Regions from separate parts of the Mus musculus genome. Here region 2 is linked to region 1. The links are chromatin contacts, called in public Hi-C maps. All regions are on one chromosome and are shown on one strand. Each heading gives the region's core, a stretch centred on a gene start, on an enhancer-like site or on the middle of the called end of the contact. The rest is flanking DNA. Distances are from core to core; before and after follow the strand shown. Region 1 has its middle 72 kb from the start of B430319G15Rik. Region 2 overlaps Slc9a9 (solute carrier family 9 (sodium/hydrogen exchanger), member 9).

What was found. Hi-C and Micro-C count contacts between places; a contact is called where the count stands out from the background.
Region 2: a contact with region 1 is called in a Hi-C map of uterus, with 3 times the contacts expected there. The contact joins two enhancer-like sites. A contact is called at or near these places in 2 of 484 Hi-C or Micro-C datasets (embryonic fibroblasts and uterus) and 1 of 115 datasets of contacts at active chromatin or transcription factors (large pre-B cells).

Annotation. Positions count from the first base shown.
Region 1 is chr9:92,610,693-92,618,067 of GRCm38.p6, reverse strand. It overlaps the pseudogene Gm2495. Among named protein-coding and RNA genes, the nearest start is that of B430319G15Rik, 72 kb to the right of the region's middle. Within about 2 kb of position 4,692, at least 35 of the 459 cell types and tissues checked have an H3K27ac peak or open chromatin away from gene starts, as enhancers often do. A contact at or near this core is called in uterus, where this site is marked.
Region 2 is chr9:94,688,937-94,696,311 of GRCm38.p6, reverse strand. All of the region lies in intron 2 of Slc9a9 (solute carrier family 9 (sodium/hydrogen exchanger), member 9), which reads right to left. Among named protein-coding and RNA genes, the nearest start is that of Slc9a9, 23 kb to the right of the region's middle. Within about 2 kb of position 4,836, at least 182 of the 459 cell types and tissues checked have an H3K27ac peak or open chromatin away from gene starts, as enhancers often do. A contact at or near this core is called in uterus, where this site is marked.

The DNA.
Region 1 (7,375 bases), core at 3,443-5,942:
AGGTAATCTCAAACTAAAATTGTATGGAATTTAACAAACAAATGTGGAATGATTTTAATTTAAAAAAAAAAATCTTTCCTCAATCTTTGCCTGCTTTAATCTTGACAATCTAAAACCTTGTACGTTTTGCTCACAGTACATGGTGCACAGAGGGCCAAACTCCAGGGTGTTCCTGAAGGTATTTAAAATTCCATTTTTTAGTAGCACAGACTTTTCACCTCCAGTGATATCCCCACCTTGGTCAGGCTGGGAATGGATCTTTCTACTTTCCATCCTCACTTCATGAGCACACGTCTCTACACTCTGCTATTTGGAGAAGTTGGTGATAAAACAAATAAAGACCAGGCCTGTTATGTAGAAGTGAAATTATTGACAGTATTAGCTTTTCATACTGTTAGTTTTCATAGCTCCAGATCCTGCCAAAACCACAGCCAACTATGTAAACTGTCTAAAGAAAGAGTAAACTGTGCTGTCTGTCGGCAGAGTGCCCGAGAGTGTCCATAACATGAAGTTCCCCAGAGAGTACAGTTGATCCCTAACAATGCCCAGTGAATGCTGATGCTGGATATAGACAGGCACAAATATGACCTTGCTGTTCTTGTGGGTAAGCTGAATTACTGGCTTCAGTTCTGGGTTTAACCTAGGGACATAAAATTGCAAGAAATATTGCTATGTTGTCAGGTTTGTGGAGAGAAAGCCCAAGGACTGTCCACGTGGCATGGCCTGCAGCACTGGGCACTAAAGGAGTGAGCTGAGAAACAGTCACAACTAGATTATCATGTAATAAATGTATGAGTATCTTTATACCTTGATTCCTGGTCAACCAGTCCCGAAGCCTTTTCTTCTTTCCTTGTGTGTTTCCACTTACAGAGTGTATACAGATCAATACCTTGAAAATCCAGTGAATTCAGAATGATGTTCACATGTCAACGAGTTTGAAATTCTTATGATTTCATGCAACAGTTATTTTATTGTGATAGGGGTCTTTCTCCCTTGTTATTTTCCTACCACTCCATGGGTCCCAAGGATCAACTTCATGGTTTAAGGCTTAGTGGAAACCACCCTTACTTGCTGAGTCAGCTCACCAGCTCACATTTCCTAACTGTTACAGTGAATAATAATTTAAAAACATCATCAAATAAGAAAAAGAAAAGTAAATGGTATACATATGTAGCTAAAGGAAAAGAAGCAGGTTAAAGAAAGAATAAAAAGCTTCTAAATAAGAAAGGGTATAAGATTATAAATTAGATACACCCTAAAATAAAGGATTGTTCCAAAGTTGAAAATACAAGATAAAAACAAAACTAGAAAGTTAATCATAAAAGTGCAATAAAAGTTAAAATTTAAATATAGATTATATGCTAAGACTAAATTGACTATAATAGAAGTCATTGAAATTCCCAAGGTTAAAGTTCAACGCTTTAATGTTGATGTGATGTAGTGGCTGAATTTCTGTTGGTAATAGAGCTTTTTAAAATTATTGTTCTTTTAGTGGCCCTGGAATTGTTAGGGTCAGAGCCTGGGCTCCACAAGTCTGAGAAGCTAGAATCAGCCACACATTCTCAACAGGCCAATCTAAAGCGACAAATAATAGTGAAACAGACAAACACACAAACACACATACACACCACCAGCAGCAACATGACAGACAAACAACAACAGATACAGAAGGGAGATTCTTTCTGATGTGGCCATGTTATAAAGAGGAAGAATAGTAAATAACTCGCTGCTCCCACCCAGAGCCCCGCCCCACAGCCTCTGCACTGGTATTTGAATGAACAAGAGACACTAATTGTTAAACTTGATTGAAGACTTCGGCTTCCTTGGTCTGAGACCCTCCCATTAGATCTTCCACATCTGAGACTTGTCCTTGGTAGGAAACATCCATTATCTCTTTATAAAGTGTTAAACATCCTATAAAAATATGGTCAAAAGGCTGGTAAAGGGATCCACAGTATACTATTATAAGGAAACTTTAAACCTGATAACTAAAAATTCAGAATTGATTACAGAATTTTTCCACTGAGAGTTCCTAGACATTAATAATTAAAGGAACATGGGCTAAATCCAGCTTCTTTGATCTATTGGAAAAAGGAGAACACAGCCAAGGCTCTCTTCAGCCTTGAGGGAAAGACCACAGTGGTACTTCTAACCACCTCCTGTGCTGTAGAATATGAGGAAATTCTTCAGTCCATACTTTTCACCTCACACTTGTGCTGAGTTCTTTTGAAAACACACCCTCATAGACTTCAGAAAAGCCAGGCTACCCCTACTGCTGCACACTCCACTTGTATTTTATTATAGACGATTTGTAGCCGACAACATTTTGTTCCCCACACAACCAACACTATAACTTTAGAGTTGCTTACTATTTTTTTTTTTGAGCCAAGTATAGGAAGCTATTGAATTCTATTTTTCTTTGTGGTTTTTGTTTGCAGTTCTTGGTTGTTGCCATCTTTGTTAAAGGTGATTTTTTTTTCCCCTACCTAACATAACTTTTCAAGTCTACCCTTGGTTCATGTCATCTAAATATGAGAAAGTCACATCTCTGGCATTACAGACCTGATCAGAAAGTTCAGTCTAAGTTACGATTACATTCTGTAAAACATTTTAACCTGAGCAGTAATTTTGATTACAAGTATTAAAAATTGTGAACTTTATTAGTGTGTGGGCATTCTTTCATATAGTTCATCCATATACAAATATATTCGTAGTAGAACTTACAAATGACAGATTTCAACAGTTCAAAGAAGCTTGTGACTTGTTTCCCGTGGATCAGCGGCACAGGATGGTGACTACTTCATGTTTACAGCTTGCAAGTCCACCGATGGGTCACTCACTAAGGGAAGACTGCAAGGGAGGGAGTGTGGGTGGCCAACAAGGCAGGGTTTAAAGGTTTTGCTTAGAGGAAGTGCTCAGAGCATGAATTGCGGCCACCAACACACATCTCTTCTTAGCTGTCAAATCAAATCGCTGCGTCTTTGGACGATGCTACCACTTCATTATTTGAAATGCAATTCATACTAAATCTGGGTGTCCCTTGGATAAAGTGGAGTTATATCCTAACACACGATAAATTGAAAACCCTTACGTTCAAGTCCCCTTAGCACAAGCCTAACATCCTAACACAGCACTGCAGAGCACCAGGCTTTTTGGGAAGCTCAGCACATTGACACTTTGCAACACAGAGGCAGTACTATGCCCATCAACAACCTAAAAAAGGTACGATCACAACATTTTTATACTTCATGTGCATTACGTTTGAATCATCAAAAGTTAAAAAAAAACACACAATTGGTAAGTCAGTGACTATCCATTTATATCTTTTCTCTTCCCATTGGCTGGTATGGTGCCATATTTTTCTGTTGCTGTGGTAAAACATGATGAAGGCAACTTAGAGAGGAAAAGGTTTATTTGGGGTTTAGGGTTCTAGAGGGCTAAGAGTCCATCAGCCTCAAGAGTGGTGAAGCGTGGTAGCAGGAAGACAAGGGAGGCAGGAACAGCTGAGAGCTCTCATCTGAAACTGCAGGCAGCAAGCAGAGTGTGGTGGAGGGGGGAGAAAGGGCAGGAGGAAGGGAGGAAGAGAGAAACAGAAACAGAGAGACAGAGATAGAGATAGAGAAATTGACAGAACAAACTGGGAGGATTTTGAACTCTCAAAGCCTGACTCAGTGAGGCATTTACTTATTTCCAAGGGTGACTCTAGGATCAGACCTCTCAGTGTACCTGGCTTAGAGGCTAACCCAAATGCATGCCTGTCTTGGAGTGATCTACAGAGTCACATAAACCCACCTGTGACAGGGCAGGGAATCCGGAAGCACATTAGGACTCAAGAGTACCTGTACCTGTCACAAAGGTGAACTATCAGCCATCATCCAGGCCACAAGCATCTGAGAGCCATCACCTATGTCACAGAGACAAGCGTGTATTTTTAAATTGTTGTGTCCTCATTTTAGACCACAAAGAGATTAACAATGGACTAAATTTTTACAAAATGTATTGCAAACACTCTTATCCAAAAAACATTACCAAGACAAACATCCCAAATTAGTAGAGGAAGGCTATTTAACCAGCAAAAGACTACCTATGTGTTCATGTCAATTTTCCACCATACCTGGTAGGTAATAAAATCAGATTATTCCCTCAGCAGTGGTAACCCATGTCTTTAAACCCAGTACTCAGAAGGCAGAGGCAAGCCGAATTCGAAGCCAGCCTTGTTTACATAGCTAGATTCAAAACAGTCAAAACTACAGAGAGACCCTGTCTCAACACACACACCCACACACAAATAAAAATAATCATATTTCCTGAGCCCTGCCTACTCTATGATCATCATTTCTTTACCCTTGAATTCACTGCAAGTTCCTTTTACACATGACCAACTTACTATAGCAACTGTACAGTTAAAAATAACATGTTCATACTTTTACAAAAATTACTATTTTCTAAGTTTGTATGATCCACTAATCTCTACCTTTCAGCTAAAAAGAGTTACTAAGTTCTAGCCTTTTTTTTTTCCTTTTTCTTTCGACATTACTCGAGTTTTAACTCTCCTAAACAGTACTTATCCCATTTCGCAGGCCAGTCTGAAAAGATGTTGAAACGATGTTTGGTCAAATCAGCCAGCCAAATGGAATGAGCAAAACCATCAGTAACCAGGGTAACCGTGTGACTCCAGTAAACACGTCAAGGCCACTCGCAGCCTCCACATCTGAATCCACTCTCTTCACTGGTTGCTATTTTAGGACTATATCTTACTTCAGAGTTAGATGATTAAATGGGAGCTTTTTAGATAGTTTTTGAAATACATATAATACTTTCTTTTTAACACCAATTCATTCGATTTAAAAATGCCTATTGGAAGTCTACCACATGCCGCCCTATGAGAAAAATCACTCATAAACTGAATAATGAAAGCAGAGACACTGAGTTCTTGATAGAGACTTAATGCATCACTCTCTCCAACTTGGACAATATGTGCACAGCTCTATTCAGGGACAGACTCAACACCTTCATCTCATATGTAGTGAAAAATCCGGCGTCAGTTCCTTGTGGCGGGGACCCTGATAGACAAGGGCTTGAGGAGCAACCTGCCTACGTTTTATTATGACTACTGTGGTATGTATCTTACCCACGATTCTCTGTCTGTGAGGAAGACACACCGCAGTGGTCGGAAACAAGAATGTGAAAGACTATTCCCAGAAATGGATGGAAGAGCTTGCCAGAGCTGACGAAACAACGGCTGCATTTCAACAAGGAAATTCCCTCCGGGCTCCATTCTCTGCTCCTTCGCCTGCTGGGACCATGATCCCACCTCCCTCCAGTCTCCCAGGTCCTCCTCCGCCTGACAGTATGCCTGCACCCCACATGGGAGGCCCGCCCATGATGCCAGTGATGGGCTCTCCCTCCGCCTGGGATGATGTCCGTGGGACCAGCTCCTGGGATGAGACCGCCCATGGGAGGCCACATGCCCATGATGCTCAGGCCGCCGATGATGAGACCTCCCGCCTGCCCTATGATGGTAGCCACATGGCCTGGCATGATCCCGCCAGCCAGATAAGAGCAGAAGCGCTTTTTATCATTTTGTGTTTCTTGCTCTGTTTCACCAGAAGATCTTGGTGCTGAGCCTGAATGTTTAGTAGATGCACGACAATGAACCTTGTCTCTTAACTTGTGACTTGGCTGGGTGGGTGCTCAGCTTTGCCGCCAGAGCTTCTACGGACCACTGCACCTGGAGTCTGGAGAGATTTCCCTGAGAGTCACTGAGCAAAGAAAAAAAGCTGTGATTAATTCTGAAAGCTATACAACCACTTTAGGATGGATTTCTTCCCTGTCTAGAGTGTCCACATGGATTTGATTTGGGGGGTGAAGGGCCCATATCATTCCTCATCTAGGACCAGCTCTGGATGATCACTGCCACAGCATCCAATCCTCACAATAACACGTATTTCCCATTCCTTGTCCTTGAGGTTCAGAGATGAGTGTAGAGATAGCAGCTTAAAGCAGTGGTCCTCAACCTGCGGGTCATGGCCCCTTTGTGGTCCAAAGACCCTTTCACAGGGGTCACCTTAAGACTACCAGGAAACAAAAATATTTGTATCATATGATTCACAACAGTATCAAAATTACAGCTATGAAGTAGCAGCAAAAATAATTTTATAGTTGTGGATAACCGGCACGTGAGGAACCATATTAAAGGGTCACAGAGTTAGGAAGGTTGAGAACCAGTGCTGTAGAGTGAGTTGGGTCCCTTTAGTTTGGTTAAATAGCCAAGGCACAAGGAAAGGGTGGTTGTGAACAGGTGAACACGAAAAGCAGACATAGCCGAGAACTATTTTGACAACCACTCTCCATTTATAAAAACATCATTAATGTCAAAAATGCACATTGTAACTTTCAGTGTTTCAATCACACAGTTTCTATTTTTTTTAACCACAGTAATGTGTCCTTAATGTTCCAGCCATCAGCCTTGTAATGAGCACTCACAATTACTATTTCACAATTACTATTTCTTTCTTTTTCATATACAGTAATTGAAAAGATTTCTTCTTTGTAGACTCCTCGAGACCTGTTCCTGTGGTGGTATAGCTATAACTTGTCTACTCCAAAATGTATCAAATGTACCTGCGTCTGACATCTTCTATACAAGTTTTATTAGTAACACACGCTAGCAGTTACTAGCATTACTAGGTGAGACAAACTTAAATGAGAAGCCTACAATAGAGGTTAGAATTGAGGACAATCCATTTCATTAGCATTAACTGGAGGCATGCCCATTCTCTGAGAATGAGGTGCTGCGATTACTCCTTTTGAAACACTGATACAGAGCACAGCAAATCATTTAAAAAGAACCTTTGAAAAATCATCTCTTCAATCTTCATTAGTACTAGCTCTAAAGAAAAAAAAACGCTTAGGAATAACTAAAGGGAAATTCAAGTTTTTGGATTCTCATGTTTAGATTAGACTATCATCCGTGGATTCTAGCCACAAGGTGGAGCTGTGATGTCATAGTTTGCAAACACAAACCATGTAAATCCAGATGAGAAGGCTTTAGTAAAACACAATCTAAGAAGATAACTTATCGAAACTCTATACTTTTTTCCAACTATCAATTATGTATCACTAATGCTTAGTATCAATTATGTTTCCATTGGCTCGATGCTGCCTTGGCTGTTACAAGCTCCAGCAGATTCAACTACCCCGTGATCTTCCAAGAGATCCTATTACAGTCTCAAAGGTCACTGAACAACACTTTAAGGAACACCTTTTTAAATTACTTAAAAAGTTATTGTGCAATTATGCACAGAGCAGTTTACTATCTACCCAAATTCACAGGAAACTTCTCTGTCCCTTAATTCTCAGTGACAACGTAACT
Region 2 (7,375 bases), core at 3,587-6,086, 2.1 Mb before region 1:
CAAATCTTCTCTGTTGGCAAATCATCTCTCCTGAGGGAATACAATCTCATAAGCTCGGTTTAAAACATTTTCTAATATATATGGCATAAATATTTCTCTTGTGGCCCATTTCATGCTGTCAAATTTAACAGTTGGCTCACCAGATCCGAAAAATGTACTGACCAATCAGCTCACCGGAGCTGGGAGACAGATGCTTTCCCACTGAGACCCCGGAGTCCCACTCTGCAGTAACTGACAGGTGTGGTTTAGGGACATAAAATCTGACACTGTGAAGTGTCATCTAGATTAGAGATCTCTCTGGTGAAGACCTTGCTGTTCCTGCTGCCAGGGATGTGATAAGTCTATTCAATGGCTGCCAAGGCGACAGAGCCACTTCTCCCAGGGTCACACCCTATCCAGAACATCTCCTATCCAGACACAGAATAAGGTTTGGTGTTGAGGTTTGGTCTGTTGCTATGTATTGTAATACTAACTGTGGGCTCCCCGGGGCCTGGTTGCCCCAGAGATGAGAGAGAGTCCACAGTTAGACCCAAGTGATGCTATGTACCCAAGTCATCTCTGATTGGTGAATAAAGATACCTGCAGCCAATAGCTGGGCAGAATAGAGATAGTCAGAGTCTTGGGTTCCTGGACTTGGGTTTGATTGGAGGAGACAATGAGGTGGGAGAGAGGAAGGTGAGAAGGAAGGATGGGTTAGGAGTCAAGAAAGCATGACCACGTGGGCTGGCCAGTTGGAGTTGAGAGCAGCTCAGATGAAACATACTAAGTAATAGTTTGGGGTTAAATTGGATAATCAAAGGTGGTAGCAGCTCCTGACTGGGACTAAGTATTTTCCACAACAGTTTGGTCCTTTAGGGGTGGGGCTGCATGGTTGAGGTGAGGCTGGCCATGAGTCCCTGCTCATTGCAGAATCACAGCTTCCAAAGGAGACAAACCAAATCCTCAGCCTGTTTCCCCTCTCACATCCTTCTACTCTCAGCCATCAGAAGTGCAATCCCGAGGCACTGATGCCCTGATCACCAAACGTTGCCTCTGCTTGGGCCTCTGCTTCTCTGGGAGCTCAATAACAACAGGCAGAAAGGAAGGCAAGATTAACCTGACTTGTGGTATCAAGCTCGGCCTGAGGCAGAACTGCATCCATCAGGGCCTAGTGGGCCTTGTGATAAGAAATGACCTGAGAGGCACCAGGATGGAGCTCAGGGGCAGAACACTTGCTTAGCATGAATGAGCCTCTGGGTGCTATCCCAATACCAATAGTAGTAATAATAATCAGAATCATAATAATTTTCCCAGAAAAGAAAATTATATGCAAGGAGCAGTAGAGTGTCCCTTCTGTCCCAGCTTAAGACGAGCCAGCTGCCTGACCAGCGTCCTTCAGTTCGGCCGGCTCTGTGTCTGCTACCCCAGCTGCTGAGGAGCTCGCAGGTGGCCTGTGGAGGACAGTGGTGAGTGCCATGGGACAGAGCTTTATGTAAGTGCTCCCTGGGGACCGGCCATGGTGACAGTGCAGCTCTGTCAGTTTTGTGCTTTTGAAGGAGCAAACCAAAAGCAGAGTTGGTGGGTGAAAGATCCATTTTCAACTTCATCTACGGGGGCTCAGCCTGTAATGGGTAGCCTCCTTCCTCCCCTGCTCCTTCAGGGTCTACCCTATTCTCCACCTTCTCATCAACCTCTCTGCCTCCCATTTACCTGTCAGAATGTTCAGAGGAGAGACTTGTCCAATCCTTTGAGTAGCAAAACCCCTTTCGGAGCTTGTGTGTTTTACCCCGAGGATAAACCTATGTCACACTTTCATTACAAAAATAGTCAGCAGTTAAGACAGCACACTGTGGCAGCGACAGATAACCACTCAGACAGAAACTGACAGATACCTTCCTGCACCATCTATTCATGGGCCAAGATCTACAGAGTATCCACCATGTGACAGACACTGGGAGCATGGTGTGACAGAAAGCAAGATCTACAGAGTATCCACCGTGTGACAGACACTGGGAGCATGGTGTGACAGAAAGCAAGATCTACAGAGTATCCACCATGTGACAGCCACTGGGAGCATGGAGTGACAGAAAGCAAGATCTACAGAGTATCCACCGTGTGACAGACACTGGGAGCATGGTGTGACAGAAAGCAGACCTAGGCCCTGACTTCCTGGAGGCTTTGCAAGTTTGGAGATGAGGGACATTAACCAAAGCATCACAGATTAAAACTTATAAGACTACTAAATATAAGGGGAGAATGAACAGTGGGCCTGAGACTGTGTGCTTGTGACACAAAAGAACTTGATTTTGTATTCCCCAAAGGTTTATCTGCTCCTAAGAACATCCCATACCAGGCCAAGATCCCCCGACTCTGTCTCCACACCATACCATAGATTTCAAAAGAACTTCTGAAAAAGTTGCTCTGGTTTTCATATGTCACCCATGTCAGCCAGAGTTTTGAGTTAGAAATTTAATTCCCAATACAACTGCATGGCTAGGTGGGGCCTTTAAGAGACCTTGGACCATGAGGGCTTGGCCTGAAGAATGGATTGGCTTTGTTCTCAGGAGTGGATTACTATAGAGCGTTGCACTGGTTGTTTTCTATATCTATGTTACAATAGCCTCCTAAGAGAAGAGGCTTCCACTGTGGCTGCTAAGAGGTTTCACCCCATCATGGAGTGGAAGGCATGGATGGGATGTAGCAGAGTGTGTGCACATGAAGATGCAGTTAAAAAGCAGTCTAGGATTGGACCATTTCCACACGCCAGGCCCTGCCTTCATAAAGTCTCCTCAGCCTTCAGGATAGACAGGAGTTAGGGACTATATACTCCAAAGGTGACCCTCTGAGGGACCGTTCTAGATTCAAACCCTAACAAGTGTGTTCCAGGAAGATGGATGAGTTGTGGTCCCTTATCCCTTCCTCCTGCTTCTACCTCTTGATGGCTTTCATGCTGACACTGTAGGAGGAGCTCACACTAGGTGGGTGCCTTGAGCTTTGGTTTCCAACCTTCAGAACGATGAGTTAAGTTTACCTCCATTTATGTTATCGTATATGGTTATCTGCTTATGTTCCATTGCCAAGGCCTGGAATGGACCAAGACAGAACTGGTTAAGGTAACAACAGTTCTCATAAAATAAGTGGCATTGCTGATCCTTAAAGTGAGGTGTCCCATGCTCTACAGAGTAGTAGAAAGGAGAAGAGATTTCATATTTTGCTTTCGGCTAATCCTTGAAATTTTTTACTTTTATATATGTGTTATAATGTATGGCATTGTTTGCATGGAATTTGTAAACAAATAGGATTGAAGTAGGTGCATGGGGCATTTTACTGAGTTTGTGTTTACTGCTATGGCTTGGGTATGGTCACATTGTGAGAGAAGGTTGCTCCCCAGGGTCACTTCCACAGAATGTGGATCCTGTGGAAAGTGGAACAGTGGATTCTAGGTTCTGGGGTGCTGCTCATGCAACCCCCTCAAGTTCTTTAGAAATGTCTGTTACGGGAAGAGGAAAGCCTGGTCAAATGAATGCCCACCACCCCTCTGCTCCTGTTTGAGATGTGACCATCTTTTCCTGAACGTTGTGCCACTGTGAAGTGATACCATCTGCTGCCCTCACCTCAGACCAACCCAGTGGGACTGCTTCTTTATTACAATTTACAAGTTATAAATTTTGTAAGTAAACTTCCTTCTTTATAACAAGTGTTCTCTTAACTAAGGGTTAAATGAAAGCCCCTTAGTGTCCAGGCAGCCTCAGGGTCCTCTCTGCAAGCTTGAGCTGCACTGGGGTCCTCTTATGCCAAGACTGGTCAAGATAGAGAGACAGGAATCACCGCAGCTTGTTTCTGTAGAATGTGAAGGATGGATAAAACCTACTACACCGTGAGTAGCCTGCCAAAGCGTCTCCAAGCCCTTATGGCGATTAATCACCCTGGGGCTCTCCCTCCCAGCGTGTCTAGAAAAGCTTTACAGGAGGAGATCGTCCCCCCAGCCTTCCTGTATCCTTCCCAAGAGTGCCCCACTGTTAACTGCACATATTTATCTCCTGACTTTGCCTGATCAAACTGTTCCTATTGCCAGAAGAGCTCTGGCCCTGGCCTCTGTGCAAGAATGTCACACGGTAAAAGCCTGGAAGGCTCAAAGATAGATAAACATGTAAGAATCAAAAGGGAAATATGGACAGTGAGAAAAGCAGACTTAATTAACTGATTCCCTTAAAGGGAAGAGCCCAATTAAAGGCATATAGTTAGCTGTGTCTGTAAGTCTTGTTTGCTTGTTTGTTTTTAACATTCTTACAAGTCTTAGTCACATAGTAGCTCTGTGACCTACTGGGAGGGGATCAGATTCCCTTTTTTTGAAACAATAGCACATTTTTTACTCAGCAGTATACAGAACCCCAAACCACTTCCCTTAAGCAACTGACAGTGTCACTTTTCAAACAGGAAGTGGAGACTTAGCAGAATTTTCACGGAGGAGCTTCCTTTGTCGGTTCACTGCAGTCATCTGATTTATGGGGGGTAGAAGTGATAAATTTAACAGTGCTGACAACTTTTGAAATGGGACTCGATCCACCCGACATCCCAGTTCAATGCACTACCCGCCCTTGCAGCTCAGCAGTGTAAATATATAACGTGCTAGAACACACATGAACATATTCATGATGAGATGTGTTAAAACTGTGAGTTTTCCCTATAATCCAACTCCTTCTCCATTTTTCCCATCCCCTTTCCTATGAACTCACAGGGGAATACCAAGTAGCTCCTCCCCTCCTTCCGACCCCCACCTGTCCTTCCTCTCCACCTGCCCCTGGGTTTCCACCCAAGTGCTGTCTCTGCTTTTGCTTTATTTCCTGCCTGCTGCAGCCAAACTAAGCCTTTGCCTTTGTTAACATCCCCCTTCTCTGCTGACTAGCGTGAACAGGCCAACCTGGTGTTCAGTGGCTCCCATAGTCGAATCTGCCCTCAGTTTTCTGGTCTTCCATACATCCAAAAAATAGAAGATGCTTCGTTTCCTGGGATATTTATTGCTTTTCTCACTTGTATACCATGCCCCTCCCTCTGACTGGGATGTCTTCCCACCCTCACCCCATCCTCTCCCACAGTTGCATCTAGAGTCCATCAGGATGCTTCCTTGTAAGCCTCCCTGACAGCCCTGCCACCACAGGACAGCAGCACTTCTGAGTGCCTGGGGGTCTATACAAACCTTTGGCACCTGCACTTTAGCATTACGGTGTTATTCTGGTACTATTTTCCTCCGGCTTACTAGTAAGTACCCTCCTAGAAATTATGTCTATTTCAGAAGTGTAATTGTGGAGACTCAGTCCATTGAAGACAGAGAATAAATGAAAGAAACATTAGCAATAGACAAGGGTTGTTGCTGGTTGCTTGGGTCAGATCTGGGGCTTTCACATGATGGGCAAGCTCTTCATCACCAAACTACGTCCCCACCCCTGATGTTTAGGTTGTTTGTTTGTTGTTTTTACTGGTTGTTTATTTGTTTTTACTTTTCAAATTTCCATTTCCTCTTCAAAAGAAAAAATTTAAACTTCCTATTTATATGAAAGTGAAGAATGTTTGTTTAGTCCTAAATATCTGGAACAAATTCACATTTGTGAAGCCATAATATAATATAATATAATATAATATAATATAATATAATATAACATAACATAATAATATTGGCCCCAAAGGTTAAAATTAAAGATACTTTGGATCCACAGAAGAACTTTAGCAAATGGTGTTGAGAATCAAACATTACAGTGCAGGACAGGACAGCAGCAGCCAGCTGCTTTGAGTGCGCCTTTCTCATGGCATAGGTAGCACTGGTTTCACTTGGCAGATAACTCTTTTCTATCCTACATTTTTACCTGTGTTGAGCATGAAGAGAACGGGCTTAGCATATGGTACTTCCTGAAGTCTACCTTCAGAAGAAGCACACAGTATACTGCTGCTGCTCTAAATGCCATAGTTCTCTATTTTCCAGCTTTATCCTTTCCTATTGGAAGGAGTTCATGAAGGGACAGAGCTGTGCTCTGTTTCCAAGTACCACCAAGGTCTAACCACCCCAGAAATGCACCTGCTTTTTGAAAACCTTCTAAGAGGTGGTGGCACTACATGGGAATTCCTTCCAGACTCCCCAAATCCTTGGCATTCCATCTAGGCTTCAACTCAATTCTTCTACGAGTAAAACTGACTATCAAGTCCTAATGTGTACAAACCAAGGCTGAATACTCACTCAGCACACGCCAAGAAGGAAGGCGATCCAGAGGAGCTCTGTGATGGCTTCAGTGCCCGACTCTGTGGGACTTCTCCTGAACTCTTCCCAGAACCTCCCACCTCCTGCTGCCTGAGAAGCTAAAATTCGTTGGGCCTCAGCCCCTTGTTTATGAGCCCTTTGGAGAGCCTGGCCAGTGTGTGGTATTAGTGGTCAGGACTCAGGATCAAGGGCTAAGTCCTGATGTAGCTTCTTCCCACCAGCACCAGAGTCTGGCCCATTGTATAATATCTGTGGGTACAAATTATTTTTATATCTTCATATGCACAACACAAGGGGTTCTGAAGGAAAGGCCAACCAGAGACTGCCCTACCTGGGGATCCATCCTATATGCAGACCCCAAACCCAGACGCTATTGCTGATGCCAAGAAGTGCATGCTGACAGAAGTCTGGTATAGCTGTCCCCTGAGAAGCTCTGCCAGAGCCTGACCAATACAGATGAGGATGCTCACAGCCAACCATCAGACTGAGTACGGAGTCCCCAATGGAGGAGTTAGGGGAAGGAATGAAGGAGCTGAAGGGGTTTGCAACCCCATAGGAAGAAAAACAATATCAACCAACCAGATCCTCTAAAACTCCCAGGGACTAAACCACCAATCAAAAAATACACATGGGGAGACCCATGGCTCCAGCCACATATGTAGCAGAGGATTGCCTTATCTGGCATCAATGGAAAAAAAAGTCCTTGGTCCTGTGAAGGCTCAATGCCCCAGTGTAGGGGAATATTAGGGTGGTGAGGCAGGAATGGGTGGGTGGGTGGGTGGGGGAGCCCCCTCATAGAAGCAGGGAGAGGGGGATGGGATAGGGGATTTGTGAAGGGCAAACTGCGAAGGTGGGATAACATTTCAAATATAAATAAATAAAATAACCAATAAAAACAGTTTTAAAACATTTAGTATCCAAGAAACCACAACTCTATCAAATCCAGGATGATAACTTTCAAACATTGCAATTTTTCTTCAGATATGTACATATTGGTAAATATTTGGATTTATTCAATTATTCATTTCTTTACTTGATCACTAGGTATTTATTTAGCATGAGCACCATGGCAGGCTTTAAGGATACACTGGGCAATAGAGGCATGGTCTCTATCATTGCTGTGACTGCAAAGCTTGCTAACTTTGG